Regions from separate parts of the Sus scrofa genome. Here region 1 is linked to region 2. A link is a contact called in public HiChIP or PLAC-seq data. All regions are on one chromosome and are shown on one strand. The core of a region is the stretch at or near the end of the contact, and the rest is flanking DNA. Distances in the headings are between cores, read along the strand shown.

Evidence for each region. HiChIP or PLAC-seq counts read pairs in DNA pulled down with a chosen protein or histone mark.
Region 1: a contact with region 2 is called in an H3K27ac HiChIP or PLAC-seq map of skeletal muscle. The contact joins two enhancer-like sites. A contact is called at or near these places in 2 of 47 Hi-C or Micro-C datasets (psoas muscle and skeletal muscle) and 1 of 2 datasets of contacts at active chromatin or transcription factors (skeletal muscle).

What each region holds. Positions count from the first base shown.
Region 1 is chr3:119,947,708-119,954,546 of Sscrofa11.1, forward strand. It overlaps KCNS3 (potassium voltage-gated channel modifier subfamily S member 3), which reads right to left. Exons shown (of 4, transcript NM_001044596.1): 4 at 3,629-5,417. The coding sequence starts at 5,358. The coding sequence ends at 3,883. Among named protein-coding and RNA genes, the nearest start is that of KCNS3, 37 kb to the right of the region's middle. Within about 2 kb of position 2,439, at least 1 of the 83 cell types and tissues checked has an H3K27ac peak or open chromatin away from gene starts, as enhancers often do. A contact at or near this core is called in skeletal muscle, where this site is marked.
Region 2 is chr3:119,780,799-119,788,018 of Sscrofa11.1, forward strand. No RefSeq gene overlaps it. Among named protein-coding and RNA genes, the nearest start is that of KCNS3, 200 kb to the right of the region's middle. Within about 2 kb of position 2,108, at least 1 of the 83 cell types and tissues checked has an H3K27ac peak or open chromatin away from gene starts, as enhancers often do. A contact at or near this core is called in skeletal muscle, where this site is marked.

The sequences.
Region 1 (6,839 bases), core at 1,189-3,688, 170 kb after region 2:
AGCAAGCCTTGGTGGGATGGGTCCTTGGGTCTTCAGTGGCCTTCCAAAGCACCATAAAGAATTGCTGCTGGGAATTCCTTTGTGCAGCAGGTAAAGGATCTGGTGTTGTCACTGCAGCTGTGGCTCCAGTTTGATCCCTGGCCCAGGAATTTTCACAAGCCAATGGCACAGCCAAAAAAAACCTGTTGCTGAAGATGAGAAAAACAAATTGGAGGAAACAGGTAACATCATATGTTAGGGACAAAAAATTTGAAAGAATTCAATGACAAAATGAACCCTGGTGCCCAGGACTGATCACTCAGAAACAGGCAGTGCCAGCGGGGTGGTGCCTGGCTTCTTCCTCCCCCCTCAGTGCCCACTCCACCACCAGCCTCCCTGCACCGTGGGCATCTAGGCACTGACTCAGCCCTTCCCACACGAAGGATCCTGCCATCTCACCATGTGGGAATGAACAACAGGTGGCCTGCGTGTGCTTCAGGAAAGCTGAGAGGGCTATAAACCCAAGAAGGCCCCGCAGCTCTTGGTGGCTAGAGGCCAAATGAGACACATGAATTTTTTTTTTTTTTTTTTTTTTTTTGGCTTTTTGGCTTTTTCTATTTTCAGGGCCGCACCCACAGCATGGAGGAAGTTCCCAGGCTAGGGGTAAGTCAGAGCTGCAGCCACCAGCCTACACCACAGCCACAGCAACTCGGGATCAGAGCTGCATCTGCAACTTACACCACAGCTCAGAGCAATGCTGGATCCTTAACCCACTGAGCAGGGCCCAGCATTGAACACACATCCTCATGGATTATTAGTTGGGTATATTACTGCTGAGCCACAGTGGAAATGCCCATATGAATGTTGACTGAAGAGCATGGCAGGGGCTGAGGTGAGGCTCTCGGGAAGAGAGTTCTAGTTGGCCCTGCCCAGAGAGAAGCCACCACCCACACCACTCTGCACTCCATCAAGGGCTCAGGCCAACTGCCTCCAGGAATTAATATGATACAGGCAGAAACACGAGTCCTATACAGCCATGACCTTGGAAAAGCTCAGAGTTAAAAGATCCAGGGGTGGAAACTGTTCTTAAATACCCTGAAGCTGAGAGTTGGTCCTAGATTCTTGTAGAACCATGGGTTTCTCACTGTTTCAGCCACTCAGAGTTAAGGAAGGACTCTCAGAACCTGCTCTAGCTTCTAGAAAACTCTGCTCTGTCAACAAATGCGTGCTTTGTGATACCGGAGAGGAAAGGTGCACAAGCCAGCATGTCCCCTTTCTACTCATGTCCTGGAAAAATCAACTGGCAGAGGTCATTGCCGTTCATGTCTTCAGGTGCGCATTGCCTTGAATGTCCTAGAATCCAGTCCTGAACCCAGCGGATCAGGAGGCAGTGAGGTGCAGCATTCAAGACGCAGGCTCTGGAATCTTGCTCCCAGGGACGTAAGCCCAACTCTGTTATTCAGTGTGTGAGATCAAGTCACTTTTCCTGTGAACTTGTATCCTCATTTTAAAACAGAGGCAGTAATACAGCCTTGCTGCTAGGGATGTCCTAAGGAATAAATGAGATTATACAGGGTAAGCCCTTATACAGTAGCTTATTATTATTATTGCTGTTGCTATTAATACCACTGCTATTGCTATTACTATTACTATACAAGCAGTCTCCAGCTACTTTATTACTAATAGGGAAATCTTAAATAAAACTGGGTTCCAAATTCTATTGCTATGCTTCCAAATTATATTTATGCCAGCACAAATGCTTGTTGGGGGGGATATTTTTCCAAATGGGCAAGGGATGACACAACTGCATGGAATAAACCACCAGATTTTAAACTGACTTGAAACCCCATTCATCATCTCAGAAATCAAGGAAAAATTAAAAGGAGTAACAAGTCAAAAAGTTACCTTCATCAGGAGTTCTTATTGTGGCTCTGCAGAAACCAACAGGACTATTGTCCAGGAGGATGAGGGTTCAACCCTGGCCTCGCTCAATGGGTCAAGGATCCGGTGTTGCTGTGAGCTGTGGAGTAGGTTGCAGACTTGGCTCAGATCTGGCATGGCTGTGGCTGTGGTGTAGGCCAGCAGCTGCAGATCTGATTCAACCCCCAGCTTGGGAACCTCCATATGCTGCAGGTGTGCCCTAAAAAGCAAAAAAATAGTTACCTTCATCAGATAACTTACAGAGATTGCCCTTCTTTCAATGAGATATATCTGCAAACATAATAAATTGGATAATGAATCCATGTGGGTCTTCCATTCAGAAGATCTCACAAAGAACCCAGTCTGAGAGCATAAAGAGTGGCCACACATCTCCAAAATCAAGATTTTAGCTAAATTCTCTCCGCTCCGGAAACAAGTATGTACGTTGCCTTTTATCACGAGGGGTTTCTACATACGGGGTGGACATGACTGCCTCTCAGGCTATTTTTAAAGGTTGGCTCATTTCATAGCTCCTGGCACAGCTTTGTTTAGGGATTTAAGTCTCACTCCTCTGGCCAGAGTGAATCACATCTGTGTTTGTACAACTCTTCCCCTTTCTTCCCTTCTCTGCCTGCAAGTGTGTAAGTCTGTTCTCCATAATTTCCAGGTGATGGGTTTTTTGTTTGTTTGTTTGTTTGTTTGTTTGTTTTGTCTTTTTAGGGCTGCACCCGTGGTATATGGAGGTTCCCAGGCTAGAAGCTGAATCGGAGCTGTAGCCACCAGCCTACACCACAACTCATGGCAACACTGGATCCTTAACCCATTGAGTGAGGCCAGGGATCTGACCCACAACCTCATGGTTCCTAATCAGATTCGTTTCCGCTGCACCACGACGGGAACTCCCAGGTGGTTTTCTCTTAGCAGTAGAAATTAGAAGATAGATGGTGGAAACATATCTGGTAGGGCACAGGTTTCAGGCACATAGGCCTGTCTGAGTATTTCCTAAACATTAGCGGCATAATGAGTTTACACCTGACGGTGTGGTTTAATCATGAGCATGATCTTCCCGCCTGCCCACCGTCAAGTCTACTGAACAAAAGAACTAGTCCACTGTTGATGTATCTCCCAAATCCGAAACATACCGAAAAGGGAGTTCCCATTGTGGTGCAGTGGAAATGAATCCAACTAGTATCCATGAGGATGCAGGTTTGATCCCTGGCTTTGTTCAGTGGGGCAGGGATCCTGGCATTGTCGTGAGCTGTGGTGTAGGTCACAGACGCAGCTCGGATCTGGGGTTGCTGTGGCTGCGGTGTAGGCTGGCAGCTGTAGTTCCGATTCGACACCTGGCCTGGGAACCTCCATATGCCATGGGTGTAGCCCTAAAAAGAAAAAAAAAAATTCAGAAAGGGCCCTTGATGCTCCAAAAGGAGCATTTTCCTCCCAAGCCAATCGGGAACACACTGAAATACCTTTATTTGACATAAAAACATACAACCAAGACAGTCTCCACACTGAAGTAGGCAGTTTATTAGGCTCCTAATTTCCATGTCAAGGATGTGAACATGGATTTACATGCATTGTCTCATGTGGATCTTACTTACATGCATGTAGTCTTCGGGGCCCTTGCTTCTATTTGCCAGTAATTTACAGTTAGCTCAATGTGAGTAAATGATAAACACAGAATGATACAGAAGCCATAGCAACACATCCCACCCACTACCATTTACCCTTTTTTTTTTTTTTTTTCCAAAATCATATCACAATCCTCTCTGGTAAAAAATAACTTTCAGAGCAAGGCATTTAATGGGCCTCACTGAGAAAAATAAAGACATTTCTAGCATTTCAGAGCAATGAAATGTCCAACTATGGCTGAAGAGTACACCCTGAGAATTAAATGATTTTGAACGAACCCATTGAGGTTTCTAAAGCTGTGTTAACCTAAGATCGGGAAGGGACACAAGATACAGGCACGACCATCCCCGCTTATTTTGCTGTGCCATTCTCCAGGGATGCTATGTTATAAACATCCTCGTTGTCTTCAATGCTCGAAGCATCTGTGGAATCGGGGTCGCTCACCACAATTCCCACCGAAGAGAGACTGGTGATGAAGGCGTGCATCCGCTGGGCATAGATGTCCCTGATGTTAAAGTAAGGGAGCTCCTGGCACTTCTCTGGTGGGTCCTCACCGCACTGGTCCACGTCAATGTCCTTCTGCTTCTGGTAGTACTTGGAGAACTTGTTGAAGATAATGGTGATGGGAAGGGCCACCACCAAGATGCCACAGATGATGCACGTGCTGGCGATGAGCTTTCCGGGCAAGGTGACGGGGTGGGTGTCTCCGTAGCCCACGGTCGTCATGCTGATGGTGGCCCACCACCAGCAGACGGGGATGCTGGTGAGGCTGGACGTGTGGTCATCTTTCTCCACCGAGTAGATGAGCACAGAAAAGATGGAAATGCCCACCGAGAGGAAGAGAAGGAGCAGCCCAACTTCGTGGTAGCTGTGCCTCAGTGTGGCCCCCAACGACCGAAGGCCCACAGAGTGCCGGGCAAGCTTGAGAATTCGGAAAATCCTCATCAGCCTGAGGATCTGGACCACCTTGCCCATGTTCTCAATGTCCTCGCTCTCCTCCTCCTTGGTGTCTACCGCCAGCGTGGCGTAAAAGGGAATGATGGAGACGAAGTCGATTATGTTCAGGGGGTTTTTCCAGAATTTCTTTTGACACGGAGCAGCAGCCAGCCGGATGGCCAGCTCGCCGGTGAACCAAGCGATGCACGCGACCTCCACGCCTTCCAGCACGGGGTCATCCACCTCCCCGTCCTCGTTCTGGAACTCCGACATGCTGTGGACACACATGGCCACGATGGAGGCCAGCACCACGCTCAGGGAGGAGATGGCAATGAGCTTGGCCGACAGGCAATAGGCTGGGTTTTCCATCCGAATCCAGATCTTCTTGCGGAGCTGCCCGAATCGCAGCTGGTCGAACTTCTCCAGCTCCTTCTCGAACAGAGACGACTCTTCAAACGAGGAGTCAGTGCTCACGTCATTGCTCTTCTGGTCCCAGTCCTTCTCGTGGTTTTCCTCCTTGCGCTCCTGGTAGCGGTTACTGCAGCAGGAATCAATGAAGAGCTCGTTGATGCCCCAGTACTCAATCTCCTGGCAGAAGGAGAACACACACAGCTCCTCCATGACGTGCAGCTTCCCCGTGTAATAAAAGTTCAAAACGTATCTGAACAGGGAGGGGTTCCGATCAAAATAGTACTCCTTATCCGCCACGCTGTAGTCATCGCAGAGCTCCAGGATGGCCTCTTCCGAGTGGCAGCGGAGCAGCCTCCCCAGCCTGGTGTGCGGAAACCGCAGGAGGGTGCTCTGGTCCACGGACTGCTTAAAGCCCCCCACGTTCAAGTTGACGAGTTCCTCGTCTGGTCCAGGGCGATGGAAAAACTCACCAAACACCATGGTGGATCCAGGAGGCGGAGAGCTGGCTGGGAAGGGAGAGGAGGAAGTTCACACTGGCCCTGGAAGGAACACAAGACGGTATTAGCACTGGTCCATCCAGCCAGCTGTGCCAAGCTTATTTTTAATCTGCCCTTTCCAAGATGCTGGGCTCCTCTCAAAGCAAAACAGAAAACGGAATAAAAAAAAGAGTACATGATCCCATTTTGACCAGAAGAAAAGCAACACAGAACAGGTTTTGGGCATTTGGTTTTTGTGTTTTCTTTTTTCAAAAAAACTTAGGTTTATGTATCTGGGGGGGGGGAGTCTACCATATAATTTTCATGAATCCTAATTCCTATTTCTCTAATGTTTTAAACATCCAAAATTACCTCCCATGTCCCCCCTGCAAAAAAAAAAAAAAAAAAAAAAAAGCATTTGGGATCACTTACACAATACGAGCATCTCCAGTCTCAGCCACGAGCCTTCCTCCAAAGACAAGCTAGTTGCTGCCCAGTTTGTAACTCATCTTTCCTTGTCCCTAGAGCTGGGTCACACACCCTCAGGAACAGCCCTCGCCTTTGCTCTGCACCTCGTCCACAACCCACACATCGCTGGAGGCTCAGGTCAGTTCTCGCAAAAGATGCTGGTTTCCTCTTATGTTCCAACGTTTCACTCCTTTTGGAGAAAGCCCTATTCCCTCTGTTTCAATGTGGACAGTCAAGAGGATATAATTATCTCCCTGTCCTTAAGTACCCTATATCTTGAAGATATAGTTACACTTCATGGGATGAGGTTTCAGGTACGTACGCAAGGGAAGAAACTGACTTGGGGAAACCTTTTTAAGTTAATGGCACTATCAGTTTCCTGATACAACCACGCTCCTCCCTCATCTCCTCCCTCCCTTCATAAGCAGTCTTCCACACACTCTCAATCTACCATCCCCAGTTCTATGCTGGCCCAGCACATATGGGCTGTAAGTCTTGACACTCACCAGGATGTACCAGAACCATTTCTCAGAGTGCAAATAATAGATGTGACCATCATCCAATATAATGATGCTTCCTCAGAGCTGATGATGTCGATAAAAGAAAAGGGTAGGACTGTTATGTACTGAGTTCCAACTGGGTACCATTAGATGCTTATACATATTATGTCATTTAATCCTTTCAGTAATATAAGGTATGTGTATAGGAAATATGGATACTCAGAGCAGTTGAGTCCAAGATCACAAGATAAGTAAATGGCAGATTCACGATTTATACCCAGGTTGGATTAACCCCAAAGCCTATGCTGTTTCTATTACACACATAAGCCACCTTAATCCCTTCCTATTTCTTTCCTTATTATAATCCAATAACCCAGTGTGGGAAGTGTTACAACAGAAGTGAGTGAAGCATCCTTGGAATTACTGAAAAGAGAACAATGACCTTTATCTAGAGAAGCTTCATAGCAGAGGCTGCGATCAGGTCAAATGTAAAGGTTTAAGCAGAGCTGAGCAAAGA
Region 2 (7,220 bases), core at 858-3,357:
TTTTTCCTCCTGCCCAGTTGATGTTGCTAACAAGCAAATGTGCAAAACTTTGCATAAAGCATATGCTTCAAGGTTTGCCTTCTCCTTTCCTTCTTCAGGGAAGCTGTCTTTTCCTTCTCTAAAGTTTTGTCCTTTCTCTGAATCCTTACCTGTCTCTTCCTGAGACTCACTGATTGCTAAAGGTCTTATTCTAAGAATGGGTTGCCAGGAGTTCCTGTCGTGGCGCAGTGGTTAACGAATCCGACAAGGAACCATGAGGTTGCGGGTTCGGTCCCTGCCCTTACTCAGTGGGTTAACGATCCGGTGTTGCCGTGAGCTGTGGTGTAGTTTGCAGGCGCGGCTCGGATCCCGCGTTGCTGTGGCTCTGGCGTAGGCCGGTGGCTACAGCTCCGATTCAACCCCTAGCCTGGGAACCTCCATATGCCGCGGGAGCGGCCCAAGAAATAGCAACAACAACAACAACAAAAGACAAAAAAAAAAAGAATGTGTTGCGGGATGGAAATCCTGTTAAATTGGATTGTGATGATCATTATACAACTACAGATGTGATAAATTCATTTGAGTAATAAAAAAAGAAGAAAAGAAAACCAAAAATAGCTAAATAAATAAATAAAAATGTTTCATAGCTCTTAGCTGAGACTTCCCAGTCTCACTGGACACTCATACCACTTAATCTGAATCCCACACCACGCAGCAGAGTCCTGGATGCAAGGGAGGGTTTTGTGGTTACTTTTTGGTTTATTCCCTATTCCCAGCCCTCTACCAACAAGGATGCCTACCTGCTCCCAACATTTCTCCACACATGTACCAGAGTCCATCTTGCCTCCAGAAGATAGTTTTCCTTCATTTCTTTTTTTTTTTTTTTTTTTTGGCTTTGTATAGGACCGAAATCAGACTTTGGGAACATGAGAGGCATGGCAGTTACGTTTCAGATGCTTATAGTGCCTGCATACACACCCACACACCTCTTGGCACCTGCTATTCTTTTTTTTTTTTTCCTTCTGACTGCACTGTTGGCATTCAGAACTTCCTGGGTCAGGGATCAAACCCGCACCATGGCAGTAACCATAGCCACTGCAGGGACGACTCTGGATATTTCACCTGCTAAGCTACAATAGAACTGCAGCACCTGCTATTCTTTTTTTTTTTAAGCCCATGTATTTTACTTTATTGGAGTATAGATGACTTACAATGTTGTATTAGTTTCAGGTATACATAAAAGTGAATCAGTCATATATATCCATTCTTTTTTTTTCTGTATAGGTTATTACACACTATGGAGTCGATTTTCCTGTGCTGTACAGTAGCATCTTGTTTATCATCTATTTTATACAGTAGTGGCACCTGCTATTCTTCATATGTAAGAGCCTGTCCACTCTGCTTAGCCCACTGAGCAAGGCCCTGGATTTCATTTCAAAGGAAAGTATCTCTAAAAAAACCTCTAAACCAGGGTTGTATTTTTTTTCTCCTAAAAACCATCTATTTCTTGGAGATTTTAACTCCCATTTCCCTGTTCATGCTGTGATGCGCACCAACTGCAAGTGCAGCAGGCCAGACCACACTTGGCCTGTGGATGCCATTCTAGCCAGGCATACCCTACCATACACTCTCAGTTCATTAGTCATTTGAGATAAATCTATCATTTGCTTGAAATAGCCACCAGAAAGGGCCAAAAGTCATTTGAATGACTGTTCTGCTTCTGCAGAAATAATAAGTGTGACCCAAAGCAAGACCATGTAGTAAGTACAGATTTAAATGTCACCCGCCGTTAGAACCTCAGGCTTCTGAAATCCCGTTTCTGCACTGCATTCCAGGGATCAAATGTTGGGTCTACCAGTGACCAGCCAACACAGGATAAAGATGGAGAAGGAGGAATTAAATTGCCAAGAGTCTGAAGGTCCACAATTTGGAACTTAACTTCTCCTGGTGCTGGTGCAGTCAGGATTCTGCCGTAATCTTTACGTGGTGCTTGTTACATGCCAGGGATTGTTTCAAGGGCTTCAGACACTTTTACTCATGAGATCTCAAATAAGCCTATGAGGAAGATGATGGCACAACTGAAGAAAGTGGGGCACAGAAAACTGAAGATGCTTGTCCAAGGCCAGGCAGCTAGTACATGACGGAGGCAAGGTTTGAACCTAGGCCAACTGGCTGCAGAGCCTGACCTTTAACCACTGGACTAGGAGAAAAAAAAAATCCATTTTGGCTGGAGGAAAGAAGGCCAGTTAGTAACATGTCAAGGCTTTGATCCTATTGCAACCACACTATGAACAGAAACATTGGGCAGTAGAATTGTATGTTTTAAACAGCTTTCATTATCGAGACAGAGACCCTTACCAGAACTCTTCCTGGCAAATAAATAGGCCTTGCGGATTTTGTGGAGCTGGAAATGCTGACCTACAGAGAAGTAATGCTCCTGGTCAGCCAGGTCACAGGAGTTTTCTCTGACCAAGCCAGCAAACCAGGCCAGGAAGTAGAAATCTGAGGATCCAGCCCTTCTCAGAGACTCCCTGCTCTCCACCCACCCTCAACAGTTTGTGTTGTCCTACTAGGGGTTTCCCTGGGCTCCAACCCACTTTCTTCTGTTTTATGCATGTGCACAGATTCTGCTTGGGGCCTAGACAGGATTGTCAACAGGGCTGGGCTTCTTTTCTTGACACATGGAATCAGAATCTGTCCATCAGCCGGTCAAATGACTGTTGAAACCTCTTTTACTTTCCCTCTGCCCACACCCAGAATGTCCATAAATGATACTAATTTCTGCCCACACCCAGAATGTCCATAAATGATACTAATTTCTGCCCACACCCAGAATGTCCATAAATGATACTAATTTAATCTACTAGCTAGGTCTTCAACTCTTAGCCCTCTTTGCATCTCCACAGCCACTGCCCCATGCAGTTTCTACCATCTGTATTAATCAGAGTTCTCCAAAGAAACTGAACCAATAGCTGTGTACATATATAGAGAAAGAGATTTATTTTAAGAAATTGACTCACGCTGTTAGCGAGGCTGGCAAGTCCAAAATCTGCAGAGCAAACCAGTATGCTATTCAGACCTTCAGCTGATTGGAAGAGCCTGCCCACATTATGGACAACAAAGGGATTTACTCAAGGTCCAACCATTTAAATGTTAATATCCAAAAATACTCTCACAGAAACATTCGGAATAAAGTTTGATGTTACATCTGAGCACTGCGGTCCAGCCAAATTCAGACATCAAATTCACCATCACACCATCTCTTGCTCGAGTTATAGCCCCTTCATCAGCCTCTGTGCCTCAGTCCAGTGCCTCTAAACCATCCTCCGTAAAGCATCGGGTTACCTTTCTAAAATGCAAAACTTACCATATAACTCTAGGCAAAAAAAATACCTCCTGGGGCAGGGGGGGATCTAAATTCGTAAGCATAGCATATGAAGCCTTTAAATTAGTAACCAATAATGACATTTTTAGAGTTTCCAAATAACATTTTCCACATTTATTTTCCGATTTAATCCTCCCAAGAAACTTGTAGCACCTAGTAAATCCTTCTGCCACTCCGTGCTCCCTTTCCCCAGGCTATCTGCCCTCCCCACATTTACCCTGCTCTTTCATCGGTTCCTTCACGTACTTTTTCAAGAAATCCAGAATGCCCTTTTCTACATTCTCCAGCTTGTGCAAAAATACTAATTGCTTTTCCTCTTCCCCGTCTTCCCTTTGTCTTTTGTTTATATCAGCACCCAGCAGTGCCCAGCCGCAATGTGTTCCCGGTAAGGCACTCTCCAACCCTGTACTTAGGGGCCAGCAAATTTCGGGCTGAAGGGAAAATCCAGCCTTTGACTGTTTTGGTAAATCAAGTTTTATTGGAACACAGCTACACTCCTTCATTTTCGATTTTTACACTGCACAAGCAGAGTTGAGACGTCACAGCAGAGTTATGGCCCTGAATGTTTGAAATATTTACTCTCTAGACCTTGTAGAAAAAAGTGATGATCTCTGCTCTGCTTCAACCATGAGGTCAACCAGATGCCCCAGAAGCTCCAGGACTCATGTCTATGGCGTCTTAGCAGGACCCTGTGACCCAACCCTGGTTCCAGGAGGGCAGCCTGACAAGATTGGTGCTATATTTTTCACAAGATTAGGCTTCCAAAGTTGTATTTATAGCCTGATTTGGGGTGACTCTCATTCACATCAGACAAAGGGTGAGTTCTGGGATCTGGCCGATGATTGTTCCACCCCTTGGCTTGATCCAAGTGTATAGCCTATGCATCCTTTGCCTGCATCTGTCTTTTTACTCTGGTGCTTCCTCTACATCACACCCAAGAGGAGTGGGAGTGGTAGCAAACAATACTCATTCTCTTTCCCCATCACTGTGCCCCCCGCGCCTTGACTCTGGTTCTAAGGGAGTATCCCACCCCCTCCCCAGGCTCCATATCATGAGCCAAGCAGGAACATGTCCTTCTCCTTGGAAGATTCTCAAGACTGCTGCTCCACAATGCCAAGCGACACTTCAGTCAATATCCTCTCTTGCCACTGATCAATATGGTAACACCATGCTCTCTGGGATGGTTCTGGTTACTTTCCCAAGCCAGGTGGAGTGAGGAAAAGTCATTCTTTGAGCAAATCAGAGTGTTGTTCTTGCTCTGTCCACAGTCACCTCAGCTGTCCTTTCTGGTGGCACTTGTTGAAAGAGACCACATTCTAGGAATGCAGTGATTATGGGCTAAAGATTCAAGAGAAGACATAGTTGGAAGATGTGTTAATATACATTTATGTTATAAAATTCCAAAAAGCAAATTTAATGTTGCCAAAAAAACAGATTATCAATGACAGTTCTTGGCATACTCTGGGTGAGACTTGCATTGACAGTTGTTACGAAGCACAGTAACAGCTTTTAAAATAGTCACAGAATCAGTGTTCAGGAATAACAGGTTGGATGGACATTGCCGTGTCATGAGTAATGATGGCAACAGCCTTAAATAAATGGTGTTAGGAAACTTCAGAGGTAAGTTCTATACTGTTTCTTACAAGCACGTCCTGAAGAGTCGTGGCCTTGTGAACAACAATTTTATTACCATCTTTTACTCATTGGTGGAAGATATTAAGTTAGCCTGCGGTGGTGTGCTTGTGAAAGAGAACATGAAGAATTGTTTCTGGACCAGAACAAAAAAGGTAACACCTAGAAATTATGTAGAATCTTCACATGTCCTGATTGGACAATAGCAAGTATGTAAGTATATCTTTAATAACCATCCTTCTAAATTTTCACCAATAAATTACTGTATCTAACATGATCTGATTAATTGGGGGCTTATATTTTCTGTTTTGAATCATTTGTATACACTTTTCTGTGAACCCATTTTTCTATTGAGTAGTTCCTTTCATAGCTGTTTTAGAGAAATTCTTTTATTCTTTTATAATTGAAGTATAATTGACTTAAAATAGTTTCTTAGTTTTAGGTGTACAACACAGTGGTTCAATATTTTCATACATTGCAACACGATCCCCACAATAAGCCTAGTTACCATCTGTCACCAAACAAAGTTATTGTTGACCATATTCCCCATGCTGTATATTACAGCCCCATAGCTTGTGTACTTATAACTGGAACCTTGTACCTCTTTTTTTTTTTTTTTTCTGCACGTGTTTGTGTGTCTGTCTTTTTAGCGCTGCACCCATGGCATATGGAAGTGCCCAGGCGAGGGGTCGAATCGCAGCTGTAGCAGCTGGCCTACACCACAGCCACAGCAACGCCAGATCTGAGTCGCATCTGCGACCTGCACCACAGCTGGATCCTTTAACCCACTGAGTGAGGCCAAGGATCAAACCTATGTCCTCATGGATGCAAGTGAGAGTCATTTCCACTGAGCTGCAACAGGAACTCCTGGAACACTGTACCTCTTGATCTCCCTTTACCCTTTTCACTCATCTTTCCACTCTTCTTCCCTCTCTTAATCTATGACCTGTTTCTATTTTGTTATGTTTGTTCATTTTGGGGGGAGAGCTATGCCTCCCGCTTGTTTTTTTCTCCTCAGGATTGCTTTGGCAATTCTGGGTCCCTTATGGTTCCCTTATAAATTTTTGGATTCTTTGTTCTAGTTCTATGAAAATGTCATGGGTAATTTGATAGGGATTGCATTAAATCTGTAGGTTGCTTTGGGTAGTATGGCCATTTTAATGATATTAATTTTTCTAATCCAGGAGCATGGAATATCTTTCCATTTCTTTGAATCCTCTTTAATTTCCTTGATTAACGTTCTATAGTTCTCAGCATATACGTCTTTCATCTCTGTGGCCAGGTTTTCCACCTTCATTTCTGATTTTATTTACTTGGGTCCTCTCATTGTCTCTTTTTTTTATGATAAGTCCAGCTAAAGATTTATCAATTTTGTCTATCTTTTCAAAGAACCAGATCTTTTCTGTTGATTTTTAAATCCCTATTTTGTAAGAAGACTTAGAGTAATTGTGGCTCTTTCATTTACTAGCTGTGTGATGTTGAACAATTTGTTAACCTCTCTGATTCTGTTTCTTTAGATACAAAATTTGGGAAAATAATAACTTCCTTGCAGCATTGACGTTATCATTCAATGGCAGTACACATAAAGAACTAAGCCTAATGTGTTAGTAATTATGTAGTATAGTATTATTACTACTATAGTGGGCATAGTAGATACAAATAACCTTGTATTTTATTTTATTTATTTTTAGCAGACTAAGAGAGCACTTCCTTATGTGCCAGGCACTGTTTCAAGTGTATCATAAATATTATTTCAATTAATATAGTAGTATCCTTTTTAAAATAAGGAAACTGAGGCCCTCAGAATGTTAGTGACTCATCTAATGGAGTTTCAGAATTCGAATCCAGGCAGCCAGGCTCCAGAGTATACACTCACAGTCATTAAAACCTACTGTCTCTCAGGAAAACATAGTTATTATAACTCAATAAGTGGTAGCATGTATTGCCATTAATATTACAGATGAGAAAACCGAATCTAGAGGTACCAAAATAGAAGCAAAGCTAAAAATAAATCCTGGGTCTAATTATTCCCAGTTCCCTGCTGTTTCTACTGTGCTGCACCATTTCCTACTGAGAAGAGAATTACATGAAAGAGAAGTAGTAGGATTATGTATTTTCTGACAAATGAGATCTATCATGCAATATATTTGGTGTTATTCTCGAAGAGAAAAAGAATTTTTTTCCCCATCATAGATTCTAGTTGTGTGTAAAGCATAAGAAAGTG